2 separate regions of the Sus scrofa genome follow, and region 2 is linked to region 1. Evidence: chromatin contacts called from public HiChIP or PLAC-seq data. All regions are on one chromosome and are shown on one strand. Each heading gives the region's core, a stretch centred on a gene start, on an enhancer-like site or on the middle of the called end of the contact. The rest is flanking DNA. Distances are from core to core; before and after follow the strand shown. Region 1 overlaps EYA3 (eyes absent homolog 3). Region 2 overlaps PTAFR (platelet-activating factor receptor).

The links. HiChIP or PLAC-seq counts read pairs in DNA pulled down with a chosen protein or histone mark.
Region 2: a contact with region 1 is called in an H3K27ac HiChIP or PLAC-seq map of alveolar macrophages. The contact joins two enhancer-like sites. A contact is called at or near these places in 1 of 47 Hi-C or Micro-C datasets (alveolar macrophages) and 1 of 2 datasets of contacts at active chromatin or transcription factors (alveolar macrophages).

What each region holds. Positions count from the first base shown.
Region 1 is chr6:85,094,117-85,099,471 of Sscrofa11.1, forward strand. EYA3 (eyes absent homolog 3) reads right to left here. Exons shown (of 18, transcript XM_021095661.1): 18 at 1,293-5,316. The coding sequence ends at 5,236. Among named protein-coding and RNA genes, the nearest start is that of XKR8, 12 kb to the left of the region's middle. Within about 2 kb of position 2,190, at least 13 of the 83 cell types and tissues checked have an H3K27ac peak or open chromatin away from gene starts, as enhancers often do. A contact at or near this core is called in alveolar macrophages, where this site is marked.
Region 2 is chr6:85,230,854-85,236,208 of Sscrofa11.1, forward strand. It overlaps PTAFR (platelet-activating factor receptor), which reads right to left. Exons shown (of 3, transcript XM_021095662.1): 3 at 4,537-5,355. Among named protein-coding and RNA genes, the nearest start is that of PTAFR, 39 kb to the right of the region's middle. Within about 2 kb of position 2,103, at least 3 of the 83 cell types and tissues checked have an H3K27ac peak or open chromatin away from gene starts, as enhancers often do. A contact at or near this core is called in alveolar macrophages, where this site is marked.

The DNA of each region.
Region 1 (5,355 bases), core at 940-3,439:
GCCAACTGAATTATAGTAAGGGCAGCGAAAACTACCACCATCTATCATTATCATCTTGTGAAAGAAAGGATGTATGACCTCAGAAAAAGGTATTTTTAATTGAATACACTTAAACAAGCACATTCACACACACACAAAAGTGCAATCATTTTTCTCAGCTCATAGGGGATATCAAATAGGGTTGAGAGCTCAGAGGGCAGGCGTGGCTTTTATAAATCCCTGGGCTTAGTGTCCAGCCTAGCCTGGTCCTTAGGTTCTCAGTTCACTAAAGCAAATACTCGCTACATTTACTTTTCTATACTTCTTCTTGTCACATACGGAGAAGACTGCGCCCGGAGGAGATGCCGTATATGCCTAAACAGAAGAGGCAGTGTTTTAGACTATTTCCCCTGAGAAAATCCAAAAAGATGTTTCATTTTTTGGCTAACCTCTGATCTATACTCTTCTAGACGAAAGGGTCAAGTGAGGGTAATAGGTATATAATTTCTTAAAAAGCTGTGGAATTTAGGGGTTGCCTCATTTGTAAATCTTACAGAATCAATTTAAAAAAGATGACAGTTGATGTTACTTTCAATTGAAATTTCCATTGAAGATTTCTGTCAAGATTTTTTTTATGGCCGCACCTGTAGCATACGGAAGTTCCTGGGCTAGGGGTTGAATCAGAGCTGCAGCTGCAGGCCTACACCACAGCCACAGCAACTCAGAATCTGAGCCTTGTCTGTGAACTACATGTGGCAACATGGGATCCTTAACCCACTGAGCAAGGCCAGGGACCAACCAACATCCTCATGGATACTAGTCGTGTTCCTAACCTGCTGAGCCACAATGGGAACTCCTAACAAACTTGTTTTTGAAGAATACAAAACCTCTTGATTTGCTCATTTTAACCTGCCACTGGAAAGATTCTTGAGAAACCTGCAGATGTTATACTTATTGCAGGGGGCGATGGAGATGTTTTCTCTTGGGCTTGAAAAGGAATCAGTCTCTAATACTTGTACTTCTGACCAAGGAAGGATACAGCAGTTAAGTTTGCTTCAACCACAGTATGGCTCAAAATGTAAAATAGAAGGCAACCCCCTCTTTTCTGGGGGGAATTAATTTGGGAAAAAATACATCTTAAGAGTCTGATCCATATGGTACTTGGGAGCTAGAACCCAATTCTAATCTCCTTCATTGGAATAAAAAGTAAAAGAATTCATTCTTGGCAAGACCAATGAACAGTAAGATTCAAATCTAAAGAAATGAAAATAGAAAAAGTAGTTGATGTGACATGAAAACAAGCCAAATCAAAGTTTGATACCAAGTGTCAGTTTTATTGCTTTTGCATTTTAAGCTCAGCACAACAAGGTATTGATTTCTTTAGTTATTAAATTTCAGCACATTTGACAACAAATCTCTTGGCATTCCAGTCCTAAACTTTGAAAAGCAATATATTTTAGAAACAATTAAGAAATAAACTTTTTCTTGCAAATTATTTAAAAATAATCTTCTCGTGTACATTTATTTATACCAAATGGGGTTTTTGTATGCGTGTGTGTGAAATTAATGACTCAGTTATTGGTAGGGTGCCAACTTTCTAATGAGCTCTTCAGATTTCTTGTAAATATCCTACTTAGGAGCCTATTCAGCTGGGCTGATCCTACTCAGAAAAGACACAGGAGCAAACCATATAGAAAATAAAAACTTTATTTTTTCAAGTTTATAAGATAGTTCCCATTACATATAACATGGTCAAGGACTCTACAGCCACAAATGCCCGCAGTCACATAAATATATCCAATCAATGCCTTTTCCTGCTAAGTGAGGCATTTGAAGTCCAGAGCGTTGTGTTTTGAGTGGAAGTCGTCCATAACGGGATGGCTTCCATCAGTGCATTGGGAACTAGCCAAGGAGGGCTGTTGACTCAGAGGAGAGGAAGGGACAGAGGGCCTGCTGATTGGAGGTGGGACAGAACTAGATCTTCTCTCATGGTTTAAGATGTTTTAAAACGTCAGAATTCAGATTTGGCTTCTACAGTATACCTGGGGAGTTCTAACTTTGGGATGAAAAAGGAAACCAGTTTAGTGGCAACAAACAGAAGCCTGCGCAAGAGGGGTCCTAACTGGCCCCTTCTGCAGGATCGAGGAGAGACGGTCCGGAGCTCACCACCCGCAGCTTGGACCGTCACTCTCCCAGCAAGAGGGAGAACAAGGCTCCGCCCCTCTACTCCTCTCCCCCATGGTTCAGTGACACTGACACCCATGCAAGGTACTGAACATCTAGGAGCTCCATATGCTACAGGTGGAGCTTGCCAGTGAGATTCTGCTTGGAGCTTTAATGTGAACAAGGTTGTGTGAACTGCGAACAAGCTGTGGCACAAGTCTCCTGGGACACTAGCTTAGCCCCCCGCAACTTGCAGAGCAGAAGACAGGAACCCCCCAAACCAAATAAAAGCCCAAAGAGGCATTTAAGTCTGGAGCAGGCATCCATTCTCCTGGACACCACCAGCTGCCCCAGGGGCACCAGACAGGGTGATGCTAAGGCACAGTCAGTTTTACATTCGAAAGTAAAGCCTCCTCTAAAACCCAGGACTCACCTGACACTCCACACCCGCTAGTAGAGATGATCAGTCCTAACCATGAAATGTGTAGACCCATCTTACAGAACTCACAGTGGCCAGCGAGGAAAGGATTTCACCATGTGGCTTATTTCATGGGTCCTCTTTCTGGTAAAGAGGCCTTCCCCCTTGACAAAAAGACCCACAGTATCCTGTGGAGCTCAGCCTCCAAGAGCTCTTGGTCCTGCCCACTTCTCTTCCTCTCCAGATCTCTGGGCTGGGGAGGAAGAAAACACAGGGTCAAAGAACAGCACTGTTCCCTGGACAGTTCATTTTGGCAAAGAGGAGCCAGGGAGTTCTCATTTTCTGTCTGCCCTCTAAACAACCAGAAAAGAGCAAAGGTGGCACTGCTCAGAGCTTCCTCCCCTCCTAACCAATTTCAAGTTCCTTTTGCAAAGATCTAAGCTGTGCAATCAGAGAAGGAGGGAAAAGGCCCTTGAAAAAGGAGTCCAAGTCATATTCTAGGAATAAAGAGCTTCTCCCAAAGGGCAGGGAGAGGAAAAGTGTGTGTGTGTGTGTGTACCTGTGCGCATGATGCGGGTACCGCTTTGCATCCACACAAGCCTGATGCACAGCACAAATAGGATGGCCTATGTCCAGGTAAGAAACCCACAGCTAAACTGCCAGTATGGGGAGGGCTTGGGGCCTGGAAGTAAAGACCCACCCCAGAGCTTTCTAAGATCAATTATGAAGCAAGGCATCTGGGCAACTATGGTGAACCCAGACCAAGAAGGTCCACCTCAGATTATGTATCCCCCGTCCAAAGGAAACAGGCCAAGAGCCAGCTAAGTAATGAGCACTGACTTCAGCTCCTCTCCAAAAACCTCTTCCCTAAAACTGAGTCATGAAGCCCTTTCTCAGTCAGTTCTGAAGGAATGTAGATACCAGCCTTTCTGGGTGATCTGGCATTGGAAGGAGTCTGGCCCCTTTGTGCTACATCATCTCTGGAAATGGCTATGCAGAATCTCTGAGCACAAGCAGTTAACAGTATGGGTTGGTCAAGAATGCCACCACCAAGGACCCAGACTGCTTCTCTCCGAGGTGCTTATATAACCATCTCTCTGTGCAACCTGGGAGAGGCTGAACTTCCTCAGCTCTAGGGAAGTTTATTTCGCCGAGCAGACGCCCAGCTTGGTCTTGGAGGGACGGGGCATCTGCACACACAACTGGGCTAGAAGGATGGGACTAGTGCCTGGGTACCCACCAATCTCCCCGGAGGTCAGGCTGAGAGATGTTCTTGCATTTGGCCCAAGATTAAAGTTTTCAGGCATGGAATAGAGGGTCCACAACCCCATTTAAATCAGGGAAGTCTTTTTGGCTTTCTGGTTTCCCATTTTAGAATGGGATTTGAGAAGCAGGAAGGGTGTTCCATGGGAAAACTTGGTTTGGATCATAGCAATCTGCTCTTCAGTTTCAGGCCAAAATCTGGGTAAATATACGCCCAGAACATCTTCATAGGGCTTAAAGGATTCAAAGGAATTCAAATCCCTTAGCAGTTTTGGCCATAATGTGGTTATGAGTCTGTTCTCAGACTTGATTTGACTACTTGGGTCTGAAGCCCAGGGACTGGCCAGAGTGGCATGGAAGTGGATGTGAGGTACAGATGGCAGGAAAGGGGCAGCGGTCCAGCAATGACGACAAAGAATGGGGAAGGCTGGGGGGGGGCACACATCTGTTGGGGAGGGGTGCTTCTCTGTGGGGAAAAAAAGGTGGAATCTTCCTGTTTCAAGAGCCAAAGAAGTGGGAATTCCTAAGAAGCTCTAGTTCCTTCTCTCCAGTTTGGAGGTAAGCCTCCTGGGGCATCATCTCTAAGAGTCAAGCTGAAGGCTTATAATTTACTGTCTCAAAGAAGGAGTTGCTAGGATTGTGCCATTTGGTGAAAGGGGAAGAGGGACTGGGAAGGGGACTGAAGCTTCTAGGATACAGCAAACAGCAAAGCCTAAAGTTAATCAGTGTCCCGTGCCCCCAGCAAACCAGGAGATGGAAGAGTGGCAAGGGAGCCACCTAGAGAGCAGACCAATGGAGCAGCTGAGGAGGTGCTACTGTCACAGAGAGGTATCTCAGATATTTCAGTTACGATTTTCCAAGGAAACATTACATACCCCTTTCCTGCTAGAAAAGAAAAGGGGCAGGAAATCTGCTTCAGAGACCAGACCCTTACCTATAAAAAAACATATACATTCACTGGGAATATGTTCTACAGCTAAGGAGGTTATAAAGACTGCAAGAGATGTTATTATAAAAGTCTGCTGTGTTTTATCCTATCACCACAAGTTAACAGCAGTTCTCAACCCGGTCATGGACACAGAGTGCAACTCTGCCCCAAGAATTTCCTTTTCTTTTTCTTCATTTTTGGAAACAAAATAAAACAAAACAAAAAACCTAGAAGAATTAAAAGCACTGTAGCTGCGGTGAGTCTATTGTTCTCTCAATCCAACTGTCTCCCGCTCCTGCACGAGGATGAACAAGGCGCTGCAGCTCACTCTTAGCAAAAACAAGCTTCGTCTCTTGCAGCTGTTGGTTTTGATTGTGTGCTCGCCAGCATTCCACGGAGAGAGAGAAAGTTCCCAGTTGGTTCCAGTCTCTAGCTCCCTTCAGGAGGGAAAAGGAGCTCGGGGGAAGGCTCTTCGTTCCAGTTCTTAGAGAAAATCAAGCTCCAAAGCCTGGTGGAGGGACACGAGGTCTCCGTGGTTTGTGATCCTCCAGAACGGCATGTTGTGCTGACGGGAGGGGAGGCAGGGAGCTGGTCAACCAACTTC
Region 2 (5,355 bases), core at 853-3,352, 140 kb after region 1:
GAGTGGAAAAGAAGGCCTTTTGTGTACATTGTAAATGAATTTTCCAAGAATACATTCAAAGCCAAAGACATTTATTGAACATACTAGACATATTATGTGGGATGAGAAATAGTATGAGAATGGTGATGAAGGAAAATAACGTGCAATCAAATGGAAAAATGGATGAGAAAAGAATTTTGTATAATGAAGGTAAAAGGAGTTCCCATTGTGGCTCAGTGGGTTAAGGATCCGATGTTGTCTCTGTGAGGATGCAAGTTCGATCCCTAAGGATCCAGCATTGCCACAAGCTGAGGTATAAGTTGCAGATGTGGTGGCTCTGGTATTGCTGTGGCCGTGGTGTAGACCTCAGCTGAAACTCTGATCGACTCCTAGCCTGGGAGCTTCCTATGCTGCAGGTCCAGCCATAAAAAGAAAAAATAAAATAAAACAGAGGTTAAAAAAGGCTCTGTGGGAATTCCTCAGTGGCCTAGTGGTTAAGGTTCTGGAGTGGCTACTGTTGTGGTGCAGGTTCGGTCCCTGGCCCAGGGAGTTATTGTTATGTGACCATGGATAATCATTTCTTTCCTTGATATTTGTTTTCCTTATCTGAAAGATGGAAGAATGTAGGGCTTCACGTTCTATGTCATGAAGAAGGTCTGCAGAGGAAGTCAGTGCGATAGGATGGAAAGGGCATGGCCTTCAGAAACCACCGAGCCCATCACTGTGTGGCCTTGGGGGAGCACTTCAGTCTCTCAGCTTGTTTGTTTTCTGTTTTTCGTTTTTTCCTTTTTTTTTTTTTCTCTTTTCTTTGTCTTTTTGTCTTTTTAGGGCCGCACCCGCAGCATATAGAGGTTCCCAGGCTAGGGGTCTAATCAGAGCTATAGCTGCTGGCCAACGCCAGAGCCACAGCAACGTGGGATCCAAGCCAGGTCTGTGACCTACACCACATCTCATGGCAACACCAGATCCTTGACCCACTGAGTGAGGCCAGGGATCAAACCTGCAACCTCATGGTTCCTAGTCGGATTCCTTAACCACTGCGCCACAAGGGAACTCCACTCAACTTGTTTTAAATGAAGTGGCCAGGCCTCACTGAGAAGGGACTACTTAAGAAAAGTCTTCTTTTGGAGTTTATTTTTGTGCATGGTGTGAGGGTGTGTTCTAGTTTCATTGCTTTGCATGCAGCTGTCCAGGTTTCCCAGCAATGCTTGCTAAATAGACTTTCTTTTTCCCATTTTATGTTCTTGCCTCCTTTGTCAAAGATTAATTGACCACAGGTGTCAAGGTTTATTTCCAGATTCTCTATTCTGTTCCATTGGTCTGTCTGTCTGTTTTGGTACCAATACCACACTGTTTTGATGACTGTGGCTTTGAAACAATCCAAATGTCCATCGACAGATGATTGGATTCGGAAGATGTGGTATATATACACAATGGAATACTACTCAGCCATAAAAAAGAATGACATAATGCCATTTGCAGCAACATGGATGGAACTAGAGAATCTCATACTGAGTGAAATGAGCCAGAAAGACAAAGACAAATACCATATGATATCACTTATAACTGGAATCTAATATTCAGCACAAATGAACATCTCAGAAAAGAAAATCATGGACTTGGAGAAGAGACTTGTGGTTGCCTGTTGGGAGGGGGAGGGAGTGGGAGGGATTGGGAGCTTGGGTTTATCAGACACAACCTGGAATAGATTTACAAGAAGATCCTGCTGAATAGCATTGAGAACTATGTCTAGATACTCATGTTGCAACAGAAGAAAGGGTGGGGGAAAAACTGTAATCGTAATGTATACATGTAAGGATAACCCGACCCCCTTGCTATACAGTGGGAAAATTAAAAAAAATAAAAAAATAAAAATAAATAAAATAAAATATCAGGAACAAAAAAAAAAAGAAAGAAAAAGAAAAGTCTTCTTTTTCTTTTTCTTTTTCTTCTTTTGCGGAACCAGAGAATGCAGAAGTTCAAGGGATCTTGGGCCAGGGATCCAATCCAAGCCACAGCAGTGACAGCACCAAATCCTTAACCGCTAGGCCACCAGAGAACTCCCTGAGCAAGGTCTTAAAAGAGATGAGGGCATGAGTCATATGGATATTGGGGCCAGGGGGGAACAACCCAGGCAGAGGAAAGAGTCAGCTCTATCTATAGGTAATGACGTGAGGTCCCCTCCACTCAGCGACTGTTAACTACCCACTCCCCCCTTTCCTTCCTCTGGCAGAAATGTCAGGATCCAGGTGACCACTTAATATACCCTCTAGCTTCAGCAACAATGACAGTCTGGCTTCAGAAGTTCAGAAGTTCTTTGTTCACGTACACCTGCCACCTGCAGGAGTGCCTTCCCTAACTCATCATAGGAGCCTCAGCCTTCGAAAATCATTGCTGCTGTGGCTTTGGCCCACATGGGGAGCACAGGAGCCCTCAGAGAGCAAGATGGGGCTCTCACTAACTGCTATGCCTCTCAAGGAACCCCTACCCCAGCACACATCATAGCTAGGATGGTGCCTAGGGTGCAGTTACATGGGGAGAGGAGAGAAGGGAAGGGTGCAGTTACATGGGGAGAGGAGAGAAGGGAAGGGACCCATTTTTACTAAGGCAAATCTGGGTTCAAATATTATTCTGCCACTAACTAGCTCACGTACCCTTAGAAATCACTGAAGCCCTCTGAGCCTCAATTTTCCCATCTGTAAAATGAGCATGAAAATATCAATTCTGCACAGTGGCTGTGAGAGCTCAATGAGATAAGATTCGTGAAAGTGGCAGCAAACATCTGGGGCTTACCAAAAAGTAGGCCCCTTTCCCTCTGTACCAAGAATGTGGGAGGCATTCACATTCTTAGTTCAGGTCCTAATTATTTTATTCACTTTGATGGGGACTGAATCTCCTTTCAAGGAGGTTATGAGGTTATAGTGAGACAGCAGGTAAAAATTATGCTTAGCATAGTTGCTGAACCAAAACAGGTTCTCCCTAGGTGTTTGGATACCTGGATGGATGGGGGAGAGAGGGAGGGAGGGAAGGAGGGATGGATGACTGGGTAGACGGGAAGATGATTGCTGCTAGGATATCAGGGGAAACATGATTTGTATTACAGAAATACCAAGTCTGCCCAAAAATCGAATCTTTCAACAAGAGGGTTTTATTGTATCTGTTTGTGGCCTTGAGTCTCAAGCACAGATATAAGATAAATGAGGAAAAACAGGCACAAACGTGCCCAGTTCTAGTCAACCACGGCCTATACATTCTACTCTTGTGTTTATGACTCACCTTGATGAGGTAAGGGGCCAGGTCCTCCCTGAGCCAATGTCCTCTAAGTGGGATCACTGGTAGTTCCCTGGGTCACGGCTGAGATCAGGAAGAAATGCAGGGGGAGGACTTCTTGATATGCAAGACGGCTTGAAAATCCTGACTGGTGATGCTTCATAGAAAGAATTACAGCGCAACCTTTCCCATAATCCTGTCTCCATTGCAAGAAGGGAGAAGCACAGCCAGCTCTGTGCTCACTGCAGCTCTGCACTATGTAATTTCTGCAATCACAGAGCCCCTCTGAGTCCCGTATTTCTAATAGCAAGATGAAGGGATTGGATCCTCCCAGCTCCAGAATGTTCTGATCCTCTAAAAATCCCTAACATCTTCCTTTAAAATATTACATGGATCTTTGGAAGAATACACCTTAAAGTCTTTCTGCATCCGTCCCTAAAGAGTCTCCTTAAACCCCTTCAAGTAAGTGCATGTATATGTCAATGAGTCTGTTTATGCATTACCTTGGGGGAACAGCAAGCTTTGAGACACACACAGCTCAATTCTAGGCCTTGCGTGGATACATTGATAATTACGATTCAATTCCTTCAACTACACTTCAAAAAAAAAAAAAAAAAAAAGATTCGGTTCCTATCCCCAGGAAAGACAGATGTTGAAATGGATAAACTTCAGTAACCATAGCAATTATGCTATAAAAAAGTTGCACCTTCCCAGACCTAAAATGTTATTAGGAGACAGCCAATTACCCTGTTTGGAGGAATCCAGGAAGGCTGCCTGGAGGAGGTATACTAGGCTAAGTCAAAAAGAAGAGGAAGCATCCGAGAAAGTCACAGCCAGGCAGATGTCACAGGGGGAGTAAAGCTGGTTGTGTTCATAGTGGTACGGAGACCAAAAGGGCCCTAGCATGGGCTACAACCTAAAATACTTCTCCCACCCATCTGGGCCCTGGGTGGGAGTGAGACCCTGGCCTGTGTGCTGGGGCAACCTTCTGGGAGAAGCAAGGGGGCCATCACAAGTCACTACCTCAGAACTGCCTTTTTATTGAGCCCTTACTGAATGCAGACTCTTTGTGCTTTATCTCCATCACAGCCATGTTCCCTGAAGTGTGCTGTGCAAGTCTATAGGGCAGGTGAGGTGACAGTAGCCAGGACACCAAGAACACTATGACTTTAACACTTATGCATTATGTTTATGTTTACCGTCTATGTGTGGCAGGTGGCACTCATTTTCATTTACAATTTAGTTCTAAAGCATCCTTTAAAACAGGTTTAAATTTTAAAAAGTGGCTTGAATTAGAGATAAATATTTATTGAATCAAAATACAGATGGAACATTGCAAAAATTACAAGGGGGATACACAAACAGCTGAAATTCCAGAATCACCGCACTTTAATATATAAGCATTTATCTCCTTCAGAGATCTTTTGCTTGTAAGAAATAGATACTCAAATCAGCATAAGCAAAATAAGAGAATATATCCTAACAAGGGAATCTCACAAGAATCCAAAGGAGGCAGTGCATGAGTTTTGGGAAGGGCTGGGCCTGGAGGAAAGGAGCCAGCAGGCCCTGGAAGTGCCACCACCTTCTCTCTCCAGGCCCTACAGTGCCCCCTGCCCACCCCCACTCCGCTTTTCTCTGCACATCTACCTCCATCTCCTTTCTGAGCAGAGCTGTTTTCTCTACAAAGTTCAGGCAAGTGCCTCCCCTACCAGCCACAAACACACACACACACACACACTCACAGCTCAAGAGTTTATATATCTTCAGGTAAGTGGCCCACGGAGCCTGAAAGAGCATCCCTTGGAGTTCCCGTCGTGGTGCAGCGGAAACGAATCCGACTAGGGACCATAGGGTTGCAGGTTCAATTCCCGGCCTTGCTCAGTGGGTTAAGGATGCGGAGTCGCTGTGAGCTGTGGTGTATGTCGCAGACACGGCTCGGATCTGATGTTGCTGTGGCTATGGTGTAGGCCGATGGCTATAGCTCAGATTAGATCCCTAGCCTGGGTACCTCCATGTGCCACAGGTGCGGCCCTCAAAAGACAAAAAGAAAGAAAGATAGAAAGAAAGAAAGAGAAAAGGAGAGAGAGGGAGAGAGAGGGAGGGAGG